2 separate regions of the Ovis aries genome follow, and region 2 is linked to region 1. A link is a contact called in public Hi-C data. All regions are on one chromosome and are shown on one strand. Each heading gives the region's core, a stretch centred on a gene start, on an enhancer-like site or on the middle of the called end of the contact. The rest is flanking DNA. Distances are from core to core; before and after follow the strand shown. Region 1 holds the start of PFDN5 (prefoldin subunit 5). Region 2 holds the start of TNS2 (tensin 2).

The links. A called contact is a pair of places that touch in the nucleus more often than the background predicts.
Region 2: a Hi-C map of skin fibroblasts shows a contact between it and region 1, with 2.8 times the contacts expected there. The contact joins the promoter of TNS2 here to the promoter of PFDN5 in region 1. A contact is called at or near these places in 3 of 16 Hi-C or Micro-C datasets (retroperitoneal adipose tissue, skin fibroblasts and tail adipose tissue).

The regions. Positions count from the first base shown.
Region 1 is chr3:133,201,577-133,208,898 of ARS-UI_Ramb_v3.0, reverse strand. It overlaps PFDN5 (prefoldin subunit 5), which reads left to right and starts at 1,989. Exons shown (of 6, transcript XM_004006305.5): 1 at 1,989-2,072; 2 at 2,279-2,381; 3 at 2,684-2,715; 4 at 3,819-3,893; 5 at 3,982-4,087; 6 at 5,261-5,461. The coding sequence starts at 2,001. The coding sequence ends at 5,337. MYG1 (MYG1 exonuclease) reads left to right here and starts at 6,059. Exons shown (of 7, transcript XM_004006304.6): 1 at 6,059-6,308; 2 at 6,489-6,601. The coding sequence starts at 6,093. It overlaps ESPL1 (extra spindle pole bodies like 1, separase), which reads left to right. Exons shown (of 31, transcript XM_042246668.2): 31 at 145-510. The coding sequence ends at 346.
Region 2 is chr3:133,388,947-133,395,848 of ARS-UI_Ramb_v3.0, reverse strand. TNS2 (tensin 2) reads left to right here and starts at 1,274. Exons shown (of 29, transcript XM_060412549.1): 1 at 1,274-1,440; 2 at 5,714-5,822; 3 at 6,285-6,322. The coding sequence starts at 1,366.

The DNA.
Region 1 (7,322 bases), core at 740-3,239:
CATCTATCCTCCTCCTGGAACTATGGGCCAAGGGGCTTTCTCATTGGTTTAATCCCTCTCAACTCATTCACCACCACAAATCATGCCTGCCCTAGGTTCCGTTTTTGAGCCCTTACTTTGTATTTCTTCCCTCTCTTTTCCCAGCCCCCTGTTTCTAGGTAACCTCTGGGACGTGACTGACCGTGACATTGACCGCTACACAGAGGCTCTGTTGCAGGGATGGCTTAGAGCAGGTTCAGGAGCCCCCCTTCTGTACTATGTCAGCCAGGCCCGCCAGGCTCCGCGACTCAAGTACCTTATTGGGGCTGCACCTGTAGCCTATGGCTTGCCTGTCTCCCTGCAGTGACTCCTTGGAGCTCTCCTGTTGCCGATAGAAGCTATATGACTATTCTACCTCCAAACTTAGGTTTGGCCCTGAAGATAAATATTTTAAGTGATTTTCCCCAGTGTTTTACATGAAAGATTTCGTTTTGATTTAATTTTAATATAATAAAGATACGTTACTTAAAATCCTGTTTTGTGTAGTTTCTCTGAGAACATTTGAAGATAAGATGCCCACTTCCCACTATATGGTTCTATAGATAAGAATAACTTGCAACAGTCCAAGTCTGAGAGCATTGGGAAGAAAGGCGAACCACAGGACCTGGCTTGGCCTCAGCAGACAAAGCTAAAGGAGAGCAGGGCATCAAAATGATCTAAGTGGGGACAAAGCCCTGAGGAAAGGTAGAGATAGATCCATTGAGAATGTCTTGGCCAGGTACACTCATATCTATCTTGACTTCCTGCCTCTGGTATCCTCAGAATGACATTAGCTTTACTGCCTCAGTTGCCCTGCCCCCTCCTAAGTGGATACTGTCCTTCCCCCACATTCAGCTAATACGCTTGTCAGTGCCATGCACTTTAGCAGCAGGTTCTGGAGAGTTTTTGTAGCTCAGATGGTAAAGAATCTGCCTGCAATGCAGGAGACCTGGATTCAATCCCTGGGTCTGGAAGATTCCCCCAGAGAAGGAAATGGCAACCCACCCCAGTATTCTTGCCTGGAGGAGCCTAGCTGGCTACAGTCCACGGGATCGCAAAGAGTTGGACGCGACTGAACAACTCACACACACATACACATTGGGAAGTTTTGCGACTTATGTATGATTTTCCTCTCCCCAACTAGATTGTTAAGCTCAGAACTATGTATCTTACACTCATGGATCCTTCACTTCTAGCACATGGTAAAACACTGTGTTGATTAATAAAGCTACTGCTGTACTGTGGGTGATAACGTGCCTCCTTCCTGTTCTCTCAACCGCCAGACTCTGGCTTCATCTGCGCGAAGCATCCCTTTCATAATGCTACTGTCCCTCCTGTCCGTTGCTCCTAGAACTTCCCAAGCTTCTTCCTTGCCTGTTGTCACCAGGTTTATACCACCGCTGTGGTTATGGTGTTGGGCGGGTTTCCTCTAGTGGCAGGGAGTAGGGGCTACACTTCATAGTGGGTGTGTGGACTTACTTCGGTGGCTTCTCTTGTTGCCGAGCACAGGCTCTAGGCGCCCAGGCTTCAGTAGCTGCCCCTTGCAGGAGCTGTGCTCAGCAGTTGCTGCACAAGGGGCTTTGTTGATCCTTGGCATGTAGGATCTTCCCGCACCAGGGATGGAACCCCTTTCCCTTGCATTGGCAGGCGGATTCGTAACCACTGGACCACCAGGGAAGTCCCAAGGCCTGAGTAAGATTAAGTTTCTTGAGCATAAGAATCCTGTTCGTTAGAACTTGATTATGCGAGGCTTGGGATATTTTGCGAAAAGAAAACGCCGCAGCCCTTTCTATTCCATCGGAAGTCACGCCGAAGATTCCGTACCCTCCGCCCCGCCGCGAGCTTCCTTCTCTTCTGGGTTGAAGGACCATAGAGACGTCTAGCACTGCGAGGCCTCCAGGCGTAGCCATCGAGATACGCAGAGGACGGCTAGAGCGTTGCTCTCCCGGAGGGTTTCCGCTTCATAAGCCCTCCTTCCCAACATGGCGCAGTCGGTTAACATCACCGAGCTGAATCTGCCGCAGCTAGAAATGCTGAAGAACCAACTGGACCAGGTGGGGATAGGCTCCAAAAGCACCCCTTTCCCGCCTCACTTCCCTTCCCCCCCAGCGCGTACTTCCTTGCCCCCCACTCTTCCCCTCTTGGGGAGAATTCCCTTCCCAGGCGAAACCCCCACCCCGTCCCAGGACCCGCCCCTTCTCTGGCAGTGCCCGCTTCTCCCGCGAGCCCCCACCCTGACCCTCATTCCTGTTCTCTGTAGGAGGTGGAGTTCTTGTCCACGTCCATTGCCCAGCTCAAGGTGGTTCAGACCAAGTATGTGGAAGCCAAGGACTGTCTGAACGTGCTGAAGAAAAACAACGAGGGTACGGGGTAGGCGTGCGAAGGGAACCTGGGAGATGTGGCGAGCCGGCTTCTCTCTTCCCGCCTCCTAATCCAGTTTTCTTACCTGAGACGAGAGAGCAGTCCATCACGTATTGTATACCGCTGCAGGAGCCCTTTGCATGTTGCTTATCTAGAGTTGAAATGTCCAGGACATTTTTCTGCTCCTGTTGCCTCTATTTTCGTCCTTTTCGTATAGTTTTCGGGCGCCGTGCCGCTTCGAAACTCCCTTTAAAAGTTGGAGCTGCCAACCTTCCCCACATGTTTGTCTTCATTGCTTTCACAGGTAAAGAATTACTTGTCCCACTGACGAGTTCTGTATCCTTTCCGCAGGAGCCTTTTCCCTGCCCTCTCGTTTTCTCCCTCACACCTAACAACCTTCAAAAAAGAGCGGGAGATTTTGATTATTCCAGAGTGCCTAGATGGTTCTGAGACTGCTGTTAACACAAGCTTAGCTCTGCTGTCTAACCTAAGGCCAGCAACTAATTAATGCTTGGTGAGCACCCAGGTGTATGCGTTTAGAATTGAGGTGTGATTATTTCCCTTTGCTCTCTGAGGATATAACCTAGTAGGGAGGTAGAACTGGTGGTTTACATTTTTACTGTAACTTAGAAAACATAAGCAATAGAAGAATAGAGGATTTGGAAACAAAGGGGTTGGTTCTGTTTATTAATCCTCAATTTCAGTTTAATTATGGCTCTTATTCCTAACTTGTTACTAAGAAACCTGGATTATGTCTTACCTGTTGCATGTTGCATTTGAGTAAGTTATGGCAGTAGGGCACCCATAAACTACCTGAGAATGGACAGGCTGAAAAGGAAACACAGGAATATCGGCATAGTAGGGATTACTTAAATAATCAACGTTAAATCCATCAGGAATTAGCTAATTCATGTCTTGGAGTGTTAAAGAGAAAGTGAGGCTGGCTTTTCCCTCTATTACTCAACAGCAGCAGGAAAGAATTATCCTCTTTTGTCATTCTAATGATCTATCTATCATTCTAATTGCTCTAATATCTAGTCTTTCTGGAAGGAATAATGGTAAGAATAGTAAGAACTGCTTGCAGGATGGCAGATGGGATCAGAACAAGATCAGCACATGTGATTTTTCTCCATAAGGAACCAGCTTCCCTGTCTCTCCTCATGTGGAGTTTGTAGGCCTTCACATGTGCCTTATAGCTTATTCCTTTTATTTTATTTTATTTTATTTTTTTGACTCCATGACTCGTGGGATCTTAGTTCCCCTGCCAGGGATTGAACCCAAGCCCCAGCAGTAAAAGTAGTGACTCCTAGCGACTGGACCTCCAGGGAATTCCTGCCTCCTTTTTTAGAAAAGGAGGGTGTTGGTAGGTCAAGCTGAACTAGCTGACAGGGAATCATGACTCATACTGGGCTAGTTTTCCCTTAATCCTTGCTTCTCAGATGTATGTCCCGGGGAAGCTACATGATGTGGAACATGTGCTTATTGATGTGGGAACTGGCTACTATGTAGAGAAGGTGAGTAGAAGGGAACGTAAGAATGCATCTCTGAGGGGGAGGGCTAGCGTGCAGAATGGGTCACCTCTCATTCACTCTGACCTTGCAGACAGCTGAGGATGCCAAGGACTTCTTCAAGAGGAAGATAGACTTCCTCACCAAGCAAATGGAAAAAATCCAGCCAGCTCTGCAGGAGAAGCACGCCATGAAACAGGGTAAGCTTGGCCTTGGACACCTCTTCAGACCCTTTCTGCCTCCATAATAACAAACATGGATTGCAGTGTGAACCATGGGAGGGAGTATCCCCTTTGCTGGATTAAAACTGTGGTTTTCTGTTTGGTATCTTGATGCATTACCCCTTAGATTCTGTGTCTAACATACCCACTACCTTTGGTGCTTGAGAAATTTAGAGAAAGGAAATCATGTGTTTTTGTGTTTGAGTTCCTATTTAATGGGGATGGAATGAGGGAGCAGGTGCATGTAAATGAATACATAGCAAAGAAATACAGCCTTAACTAGCCAACTACTAGCAGTTGTAGCCCTGGCTGCATATTAGAATCACCCAGATAGTTTAAAAAGAAAACCTGGGCGACTCCAAACCAACTACAGTTGACCCTTGAACAACGTGGGAGTTAGGGGTGCCAAACCTTGGTGAAGTGGAAGAAAATCTGCATATAATTTATAGTCTGCCCCTCTGGAGCCTCGGTTTCAAGTTTGCAGATTCAACCAATTGTAGATCATGTCGTACTATAGTATTTAGTACTGGGGTGAGAAAACATGTAAGTGGACCCACACCGTTCAAACAGGTATTGTTCAAGGATCAACTGTGAATCAGTAGGGTGAGATTCCAGAGAAGAGTGTTTGTTTGTTTTTTTTTAAAGCTCCCTGTGTGATATACAGTTAGGATTAAGAACCACTGTTCCAAAAGCAAACATCTTTTCCACATTATTAATTTCTGGGTATATGTGACTCATTTGAAACTGTATTTTGTTCGTTTTTATATCCCAGTGGTTCTCATATTATTCTCATATGAGCTTCCCTGGTGGTTCAGACAGTAAAGAATCCACCTGCAATACGGGAGACCTGGGTTGGGAAGAGCCTTTGAGGAAGGAAATGGCAACCCACTCCAATATTCTTGCCTAGAGAATCCCCATGGACAGAGGAGCCGCTCTGTCCATGGGGTCTCCAAGAGTCAGACATGACTGAGTGACTTTCACATCTCATATTATTGACAATTTAGATTCTAAATTGGTGTTGTGTTTGCCCTCTACAGTGAATCTCTGTGTTGAAAGTTAAATAACTGTAGTAGTCTACCTGTCAATTTTCCTTAACTCTGAGCTCTCCCCTTTAGCTCCTGCCCAGGGTCTGACTCTTCTTTTATTCCACAGCTGTCATGGAGATGATGAGCCAGAAGATTCAGCAGCTCACAACCCTGGGAGCAGCTCAGGCTACCGCTAAGGCCTGAGAGCTTGTTTCAGAAATGGGGCAGAGGGTGCCTGCTTCCGGGGCCTGGGACTTTGTGGATGTGGTTTCCCGGATTGGGGAAAGAAGAGGGTCTGTGTTTAATGCTAATAAATGAGCCAACTGGGCAGAGTGGTGGTCTTTTCTTGCATTAGGCAAGGGACTAGTGAGGAGGTGGGAGGGCGGTGTTAAGAGGGTGTGCCCCTGCCCAGAACCTGATAAGCAGGAGTGATGCAGTGCTCATCTTGGGGGTTTCACTTGGGAATCTGTGAGGAACTAGAGTCAAAATTCAATGCTGGTGATACAGGATGCCCAGGGCTGGTGCACTTCGATGACCCAGAGGGATGGTATGGGGAGGGGGATTCAGGATGGGGAACACGTGTACACCCGTGGCAGATTCATGTTGATGTATGGCAAAACCAATACAATATTGTAGAGTAATTAGCCTCCAATTAAATTAAAAATAAGTGAACTGTGGTATAGAAATTTGAGAAGATGGGAAATGCCATCAAAATGCCATACTTCAAGGTATGATCTCTCAGCATTGTTTTTAATGCAACTTTGGGCACCAGGTAGCAAAGCAGTGGTCCAGCCCTGGGTAAAATAAAAGCAATAATAATTTTTAAAAATTCAATGCTGGGTGGCAGGCCCTCTGCGCGGCCCGTTGCCATAGGAACAGCTGGCAACCGGAAGTGGGCTTGCGCAGGCGCTTCCCCTTCCGGGTCGGCGCTCTTACTAACTCCTCGTGGAGGAAGCTGCATGGGCCGCCGCTTCCTGCGCGGTTTCCTCCCTCTGCTGTTGCCGCCGCCACCGCTCCGGAGCCCGCATCTCAAGCTCAGCCTGGAGCCTGTCCCACCTTCCAAACGACCCCGCAGCCACCTCATGGCCCCGCCCCGAATCGGGACGCACAACGGCACCTTCCACTGCGATGAGGCGCTGGCGTGCGCGTTGCTGCGCCTCCTGCCGGAGTACCGGGTAGGTACAGGCCGCGCGAACTGACCCGGGGGATGCCGCCAAATCTCCGGGGTGGACCGCGTCCTCCTAGAGGTGTCCCGCCCGAGCACCCTTCTCCCCTCCTCTGCTCCTTGGAAGCCCGACATTAATCCCCTACCCGTGCGACCCTGGCAACCCCCTCACCTCCTGTGTCTCCTGCAGGATGCAGAGATCGTGCGGACCCGAGACCCCGAGAAACTGGCTGCTTGTGACATCGTGGTAGACGTGGGTGGCGAGTACGACCCTCAGAGACACCGATATGACCATCACCAGAGGTGAGGACTCACTACCATTCCTTTAATTTTCTCAGTGCCCCAGGCCACTGCCGTGGTTCTTGTCAGCGAAGGGAACCGCCTCATGTTGAATCCCATGGGACTGCTGTCTCCCATGCTTCCAGTGCTCCACCTACTCTGCACCCATCTAGGTGGCTTTGTGCTTCGCTGAGCCCTCGCGTCTGCCGTGGCGTCCCTTGGTCACCCCGGGGGCCCTTCCCGATTCACTTCCTTCTTTGGCTCCGCCAGGCTTTTCTCCCAGCAGCCTTATCTTTACCTCACTGAATACCCCAGCAGAGATTAATCCATTCCTGTGCCCTTGCTGCCCTACCTCAGGCTGCTGGGCCCACGTGATTGTGGCAGGTGGTGAGTGTGTGCTGTCTTCTACGTCATTGACACTCTACCCCTGGGAGATCGTTCTGGCCGAGAGGCCAGAATCCCCAGTACCTCTCCAATCCTTTTCCCTCGCCTCAAGCCCCTACCTCATCAAACTTTCTCAGTGAGTGATCCTGTCTCTCTTCTTTCAAAAGAAATTGAGCTTTTCCTGCGGGTACTTCCTCAGTTTCTCCCTCCTGAATCAACTCCCTCTTTCCAATTCAGGAAACCGTTCTGTTTGCCCCTTTTCCAGTGTATCACTTCCTGCTCTGGGACTCTATATCAGCGTTTCTACTTCTTATCTGAAGAAAGAAACTCTGTTTACGCATCTCCTGTCTTGAAAACAAAG
Region 2 (6,902 bases), core at 25-2,524, 190 kb before region 1:
CCACACCTACCCCTCCCAAATGCCAGTCTCTGGGGGCCCTGCACTGTCACCATCCACCACTTCCCAACCTCTTCCCTGCTGCCAGATTAGAATCAGGTGCTCCACTCTCTCGTAATCAGAACCAGACTTCTCAGCCTTTGCCAAAGGCTAGATGAGCACAGAAAAGACCCAGATGAGAGACGAGCCAGTGAGGAACAGAGGGCCTTAGTGCTTGGCGTTGGGCATTGAGGCCAGGGCACTGGCTCCTCAGAATCCGCCTGACCCCCTTCCCCGACCCCGCCAGTTTTCATCATGGAAAATCCAAAGGGGAGGGGGAAAGAGGGAGAAACTTTCAGGAACCACTCACTGCTAAAGAACAGTGGGGAATCTGGGAATGGGAATAGATTGCGCTTCTAGAAAGACATCCCTTCCTTCCTCCTACCTTCCCCTCCAGGGCAGCAAGACTCAAACCAACCCCAGAGCCTCAGTTCCAAGAAGTGCCGATCTAGTACCAGATCCAGACACTGCAAAAATAGTGAATGAGATTAGAATGAATTTCCATGTCCACTGGGAAGCCAGAAACTTGAGTTAAAAGTGAAGACTTTTTAAACAGAATTCTCCTAGGGAACAGGACAGGCCAGGTTCAAAGCACGGGGGTGTTTGGGCTCACTGGAGGGGCTTAGGGTTAGGGATGAGGAGTTGAACTTGACCTGGAGGTCCTCAGCTCTGAGTCCTTTAGGGGAGCATAAGTGGCATCTGAGAGAGTTCTCCCGTGGGGCAGAGGACCAGGGAAGCCTCCCCAGTGACTTGGGACACAAGTGACACCCGGTGCCTTCGTCTGAAGCCCCGATGGGACGGTGGTGCTAGCTTCACTAGGCCAGGCCGCGGGTGGCCCCTAATTTGGGGGTCAAGCCCACTCTCAAATACACTCCTGAGAAGGGGCCAGATTGAAAGAGGCTGAGGCAGTCCTCTGCGCCCTTGCTTCTGGTGCCTTCTGTCCACCTTTTCTTCTGCTGGCTCGTAAGCTTCTTTTCCCGTCTCTCTTTGGGTCAGTCTCTGCGGGGCTCTGTTTCCTGTCCCTCTGTTCTCCGTGTCCACCTCTCTCCCCGAATTTGTCTCCGAGGGTCTCTGCCAGTCCCCGCATGCCTCCTTCCCAGCTCCTAGGCGCGTGGACTCGCCGGAGAAGGTGGGGAGAAGAGAGACGGAGGAGGAGGGGCGGGGAGCGGGCGGCACGTGGGGATTGGAGCCCGGGAAGGAGGGAAAGAGGGAGGGAGGAGAGCGCGCGGGAGGGAGCAGAGGGCGGCGCGGGGAGCGGCGGGGGCGAGCGCGGCGCGCCCGTCCCGCCTCCTCCGCCTCAGCGTCCGCTCGGCGCGGGCCCGGGGCGGGATGGGCTGGCCCGGGGGCTCCCCCTGTTGCTGCCCCGCCCCGCCGCGCCCCCGCCCCGCCGGGCGCCCCCCGCAGGTGAGTGGCCGCGAGGCGCCGGGCGGGAGGGCGGCGGCCTGTACGTCACGGCGCGGCGGGCAGTGCCGTTGGTGGTCGCCAGGGGGCGCGGGGCCGCTGCGCGGGGCGAATGGGCGTGGGGAGCGGAGCGGGCGCGCCAGGTCGGGGGTCTGGAGCCCGGGGCCCGAGGGCCGCGGCCGACAGAGGCCCGAAAGGTGACCAGGGGGCGGGGCCAGCCCACGGCCACTCCCCGGCCGGCCGTCTTGCCTTCGCGCGTCGGGACAGCACTCGCCGCCGCTCGGTCCCGCCACGCACGCGCACCGCCCCCGCAGGCCCGGGACTTGGGCGGGAACTGGCCGGGGAGAGTGTGTATCAGGGTTTTCCTTTTCCACCTCACATCTGGGGAAACCGAGGCAAATGCGGCCTCCATCGTCAGTTTTCCAGATCACCCTGGGCACTCTCCTTTCCTCCCTGTCTCCTTCCCTGGGCCTCACCCCTCCTCCGCGGCTGGGCTCCCAGCTGCTCATCCAACCACAGCTATTTCCAGGAAGGGGGAGCGCGGGTGGAGGGGTTTCTCCAAACAAACCCAGGGCTTTGGAGTGAGAGGGGCCCAGGCTGGGGGAGAGACTGACACAGGCTCGGGAAAGTTGCGGGCTGGAAGAGGGTCAGGGTCCCAGAGCTCAGGCCTGGCCTTCCCAAGCTTGCCCCAGGGAGCTGCTTTTCCTGTCAGCACTAGCAGCGGGCTCAGCGCTCTCCCACTTCTATCTCACTTGAGAGGCGCTGCACAGGGTGGGGAGGGACTCAAAGCCATCTTCCCTGGCCACCCAACACAGGAGCTAGTGAGCCACCCACGAGGTCAAGAACGAGGGTCCGAGGAGGTTGGGGACCTGTTGCCAAGCTAGGGGACTTTTCAGCCCCTGTGGAGGCAGCAGAAGTAGAGACAAGCCTGCTGGAGGAGTCCTGGTCGGGGTAACTGCAGTAGGAGGGGAGAAAGACCACCCACACCGGCACCACCGCCATACCTTCACCTGCTCCCAGCAGAGCTGGGGCCTGGACCAGGCCGGCCCGATTGCCCACACTGGCCAGGGGCCCGGAATGTCCTGGGAACCAGCCAGAGCTGGAGGTGGGAGTGGGTTGCAGAGCCAGTGCCCCTCTCCAGTTACTGGTTAGGCTTCCCTCTGGCCAAGGTACCCTGGGGACAGACTTCCTGACCTGGAAGGGGAATTAGAGCTTCAAGGGAGACATCTCAGGCTAGGCCCAGCCCAAGGAAGTGTCCTGAGTGGGCTCATCACAGAGGAGGCAGGGTTAGACCAACCTTGATGGGCACGGGGGAGGGAGAGGGGAGGCTGAGGGCCTGGTGGGAGAAGCCAGAGCTAGGGGAGTTGCCAGAGCCCTGGGACATTCAGTAACTACCGTGCAAATGTTGGGGGGGTGGACAGGACACACACATTTGCGCATTCTTTCAAGCAGCTGGACTGTTCCACTGGACTGCTCTGGGGGGCTGTGATCCAAGACTTAGGGCTGAGAACCCCCAGGCTGTTAACCCCTAACATTTTTTGGAAGATTACTGTCCCCCCCCCCTTCCAATGCCCCAGTCCACCTCCTTCCCTTAACTCCTGGGACAGGAAGCTGGCTGTGTTCCCAGGAGGGAGGCAGGAGGCCCGCGGAGGGGGGTGGAGTATGTGTTGGGAGGGGGGCCTCCTGTCCAGTCCTCCAGCCCTGGGACAGCTGCTGAGGAAGAAGAGCAGAGCTGGGGGAGCCATGAAGGTAGTACTAACGCTTGGGGTGGGGGGAGGGCTGGACAGGGAGGAGGAGGGCCCAAGTGGCAAGGCTCCAAAGAGGAGCTAGGGACCCAGGGAGGAGGTGAGTGAAGGACTGTGTCCGGAGCAGGGCAGCTGGGGAGCTTTCAGAAGGGCCTCAAATGCCTTGGGCTAGGGCAGAATAACTGACTCCTGTGGGCAGAGCAGTCTCAGCTGGAATTTGGCTTTCGATGTAGATGGTGGGGGCAAGGGGCCAGTGCATGTTTTCCTCTTCCTGTTGCTTCCAACTAGTGAAACTGAGGCAGAACGCTGACCCTCAGGATGCAGTCCAGGTCCTGAACTGGCTGGGACAACGATTCCCAGCTCCCCCTCCCTCCCACTAGAAGGTCCCTAGAGAGCCTGAGAGTTCAGGCAGGGAGGCTGGCCTGGCAGGGACGCAGCGTTCCCCTCTGGCCCTTGAGCCAGGGCCCTGAGACCTAAATTCCCACCCCGCCCCTGCCCCGCCCCACTGGGGGCTGGACCTCAGGATCCCACAGATCCCCGGATAGGGTAGATCCCAGGCCAGGGGGCAGCTCTAGAGCAGGATGGGTTGGGGGCAAAAGATCCTGGGCTGACACTCCCAGCAGGGTAGATCCTGGGAATCTGATCTCCTGGCCTCCCCCACATCCTCCCCACCCCCCACTTCCTGGAGCAGCGACCTGCCCCCTTCCCGCCTGCACTCCCTTCCACTTCCAGGGCTGGGCTTCTCCTCACACCAGCCAGACAGCCTACTCTCCACCCAAGGGAAGCGGCTGCCTCCGCCAGGCCGCTTCCAGGAAGCCCCGGGCCAGGCCCCAGCATTGTTCGGGCCCCAAGGCCAGCACCCCAGGCAGCCAGAGAACCATGAAGTCCAGCGGCCCTGTGGAGAGGCTGCTCAGAGCCCTGGGGAGGAGGGACAGCAGCCGGGCCACCAGCAGGGTAGGAGTGCCCTTGACTGGGCAGAGGGGTCTGGGTGGAGGAGTGGGCAGTGGGGGAGGGGGCCAGAACTCCGGCCAGAGCTTCGTCCCAGTTTCAGCCTTCTTCCCTAGTCCTGTGTCCCCTCGTTACTCTGTCTCTTTGGAGCGGCCAGGGCTGTGATATGAGCAACAGAAGCCTGGGTGATAGCAAATCCTCATCAGCTCCCCTGTCACCTTCCCTGCCCTAGCCCAGGCCAGCCCTGCACGGGCAGGTATACATTATGGTAGGACCTTTCCGGGTACTATTTTGGAGCCCAGGAAGATAGGGGAAATGGGGCAGGGGTGGCAAAGGAAGGAAGGGAGGCGGCCAGGTCTTAGAAGTGCCTTAGACAAGGGGGCTTGACTTGCTTTCCACTGACATCATCTGCCTGTGCCATTAATACCAAAATGCACCCAAGTTTCCTAGTGGGTCTGGCAGAGTTGGTCCAGCCCAGAAGAGTTCAAGTTGAGTTTAATCCAGTAGCTTCAAGGACAGCCAAGGCACCAGAGGTGCTGCCTGCATCCCCAGGCTGGGGGGCCTAGAGGCCCCATCACTGCCTTTCCCCACATTTTTTTCAGCCTTACCCCTCAAAAAGGCATCTCAGGGCAACATAAGACAGTACTATGTATGGGGGAGGGAGGCCGGAACTTGAATGCCAGAGCAGAAGAAAAACAGGAGAGGAGACAAGGAGGTAAACGGTCCCCAGAGGATGGACGGATGGGAACGGTAGTCCTGGGCCGTGGGGGACATCCCAGCCACCTTGCTCACTGCACTCTGGGAGGGGAGAGGCCAGAGAGCAGCGGGTACACCCTCTCCCCTTTCAGTGCTGGAATCCCTCTTGAACCTTCTCAAGTGACTGGGTGCTTACTACATCCTGGAGCAGTAAGGCAGCTAAATATTTCCATGTCGTGCCTCCATCTGCCTCTCCCTCCAGCATGACCGCCCCCTCCTTACACAATTGCTGCCTGCTGCCTTGGTGCACAATGAGTAAACATGTTGTTCTGACGGGGGCGGGGCGGGGGGGGGGGGGGGCGTGTCAGCTGCTGGGAGGACGGGGACAGTGGGCGCCAGGGAAGCAGGCCTGGCTGAGGACACTCCTGCTGGGTCATCTGGGTGTTTGTGACTGACACCCTGCATTCATGTCTGACCCCCTCCCTGCTTACTTCCTACAGGCGCCTCCTGCTAGGGAGGGCAAGATGGGAGGAGAAACAGGTTGCTTTCATAGAGGAGTCGGGAACACCACCCCCTACACCAGAACGGAAGCTCTAGGGTTTGGGTAACAGTGACCACAAGGGTATCACACACCAGGGCCACGTGAGGGGCCTAAGTGATCCCTTGGGGAGGAGCTGACCCAGCTAGGGTGACGCAAGGGGCCGGGTTCTATGCACTGTCGAGGACAAGCACTATAACTGGTTGGAAACAGCTGTGGCCAAGTGCGTTTGACAAGTTTGGGGGCTATAGAAAAAGACAGAAAAAGTGCTGTACTCAGGCCCGGCCCCGTCCTGGAGATGGACCCGTGGGAACTGACACCCCTGTCTGTCTGTCCCTCCACCCGTCAGCCTAGGAAAGCTGAGCCACATAGCTTCCGGGAAAAGGTCTTCCGGAAGAAACCACCAGTGTGTGCCGTGTGTAAGGCGGCCATCGATGGGACAGGCGTCTCATGCAGAGGTGAGGCGTCCCGCCCTAGGCTGTGGCTCTGAGAGCATCGCCCAGCGCCCCTGGGCTGCACAGCCCCAGCAGGCAGACCCCAGAACAGAGCATGGGCTGGGCACCGTGAGGGTGAAGAGGAACTGCCTCCCCTCCAAACAGCCCTTGCGCCCCCAGCACCCAGGAAGCCTAGTACTCTAAATTACCCTCTCACCTGACCTGGAACTGGGGCTTCCCTCCGTGCCTTCCTCCTCACCTGCACCCACCCTAGAACATTGCCCCTGGGTCCCCCACTCCCTGGCCTGGGCAGTAGCACACCCCTGCCATGTGCTTCCCTTGAACTCTGCCCCTGCTCCAGGACTCCAGCCAGCTCAGTACAGCTGGAGTCCGGGAAGTTTCAGGACCTGGGGAGACAAGAGAGCCACCCCTTCCACTGCCCCAGTAGGCCCGTGCTAACACTCTCCTCCCCTCCATCCCCTCTAGTCTGCAAGGTGGCAACACACAGAAAATGTGAAGCAAAGGTGGGTAATCTGATGTGGGGAGGGGGGCTTGGGGTCCCTTCCTCCTCTGAAATGGGCTTCTCCTCCCCTCTACCCCTCTCATCATTGGGGAACCCCTGCTGGGTAACAGAGGGTACTGTACTGGGCCCTTTAAGAACCGCCCTATTCCACCCCCTGGAGGACTGGCCCAGGCGGGTGGACAGCAAGACAGCACGTTTGTCTTGGTGCTGTGCCCAGGCTGCAGCTGGCGCGAGGACGGGCGGGGGGGCGGGGGGTGTAGGGAAGAGGAGGAGAACGAGGAGGAGGAAGGGTGGGATGGGTGGGGGTCAAAGCAGAGACTGGTGGCCGGATGGGCTGTGCCTTCCCTCTGGGGAAGGGTCCTCAGGATGCGTGAGTGGGTCTTGTCCTGGGCCCTGGAAAGGCTGGGCAGAAGATGCAAGATGTAGGCAGCACCCACTATCCATTGGCAGCCCCGTCTCTGAGGTGCCCTAGTTCTCCTTCTGCAGTGTGAGGGGTCCTAGGCCCTTGGAGCTTGCTTTGGGGAGCTGTGTGCCCAGGGGCGGGGTCTCCCAGTGAAAGAGGCCAGTGTCTGTCCCTGGCT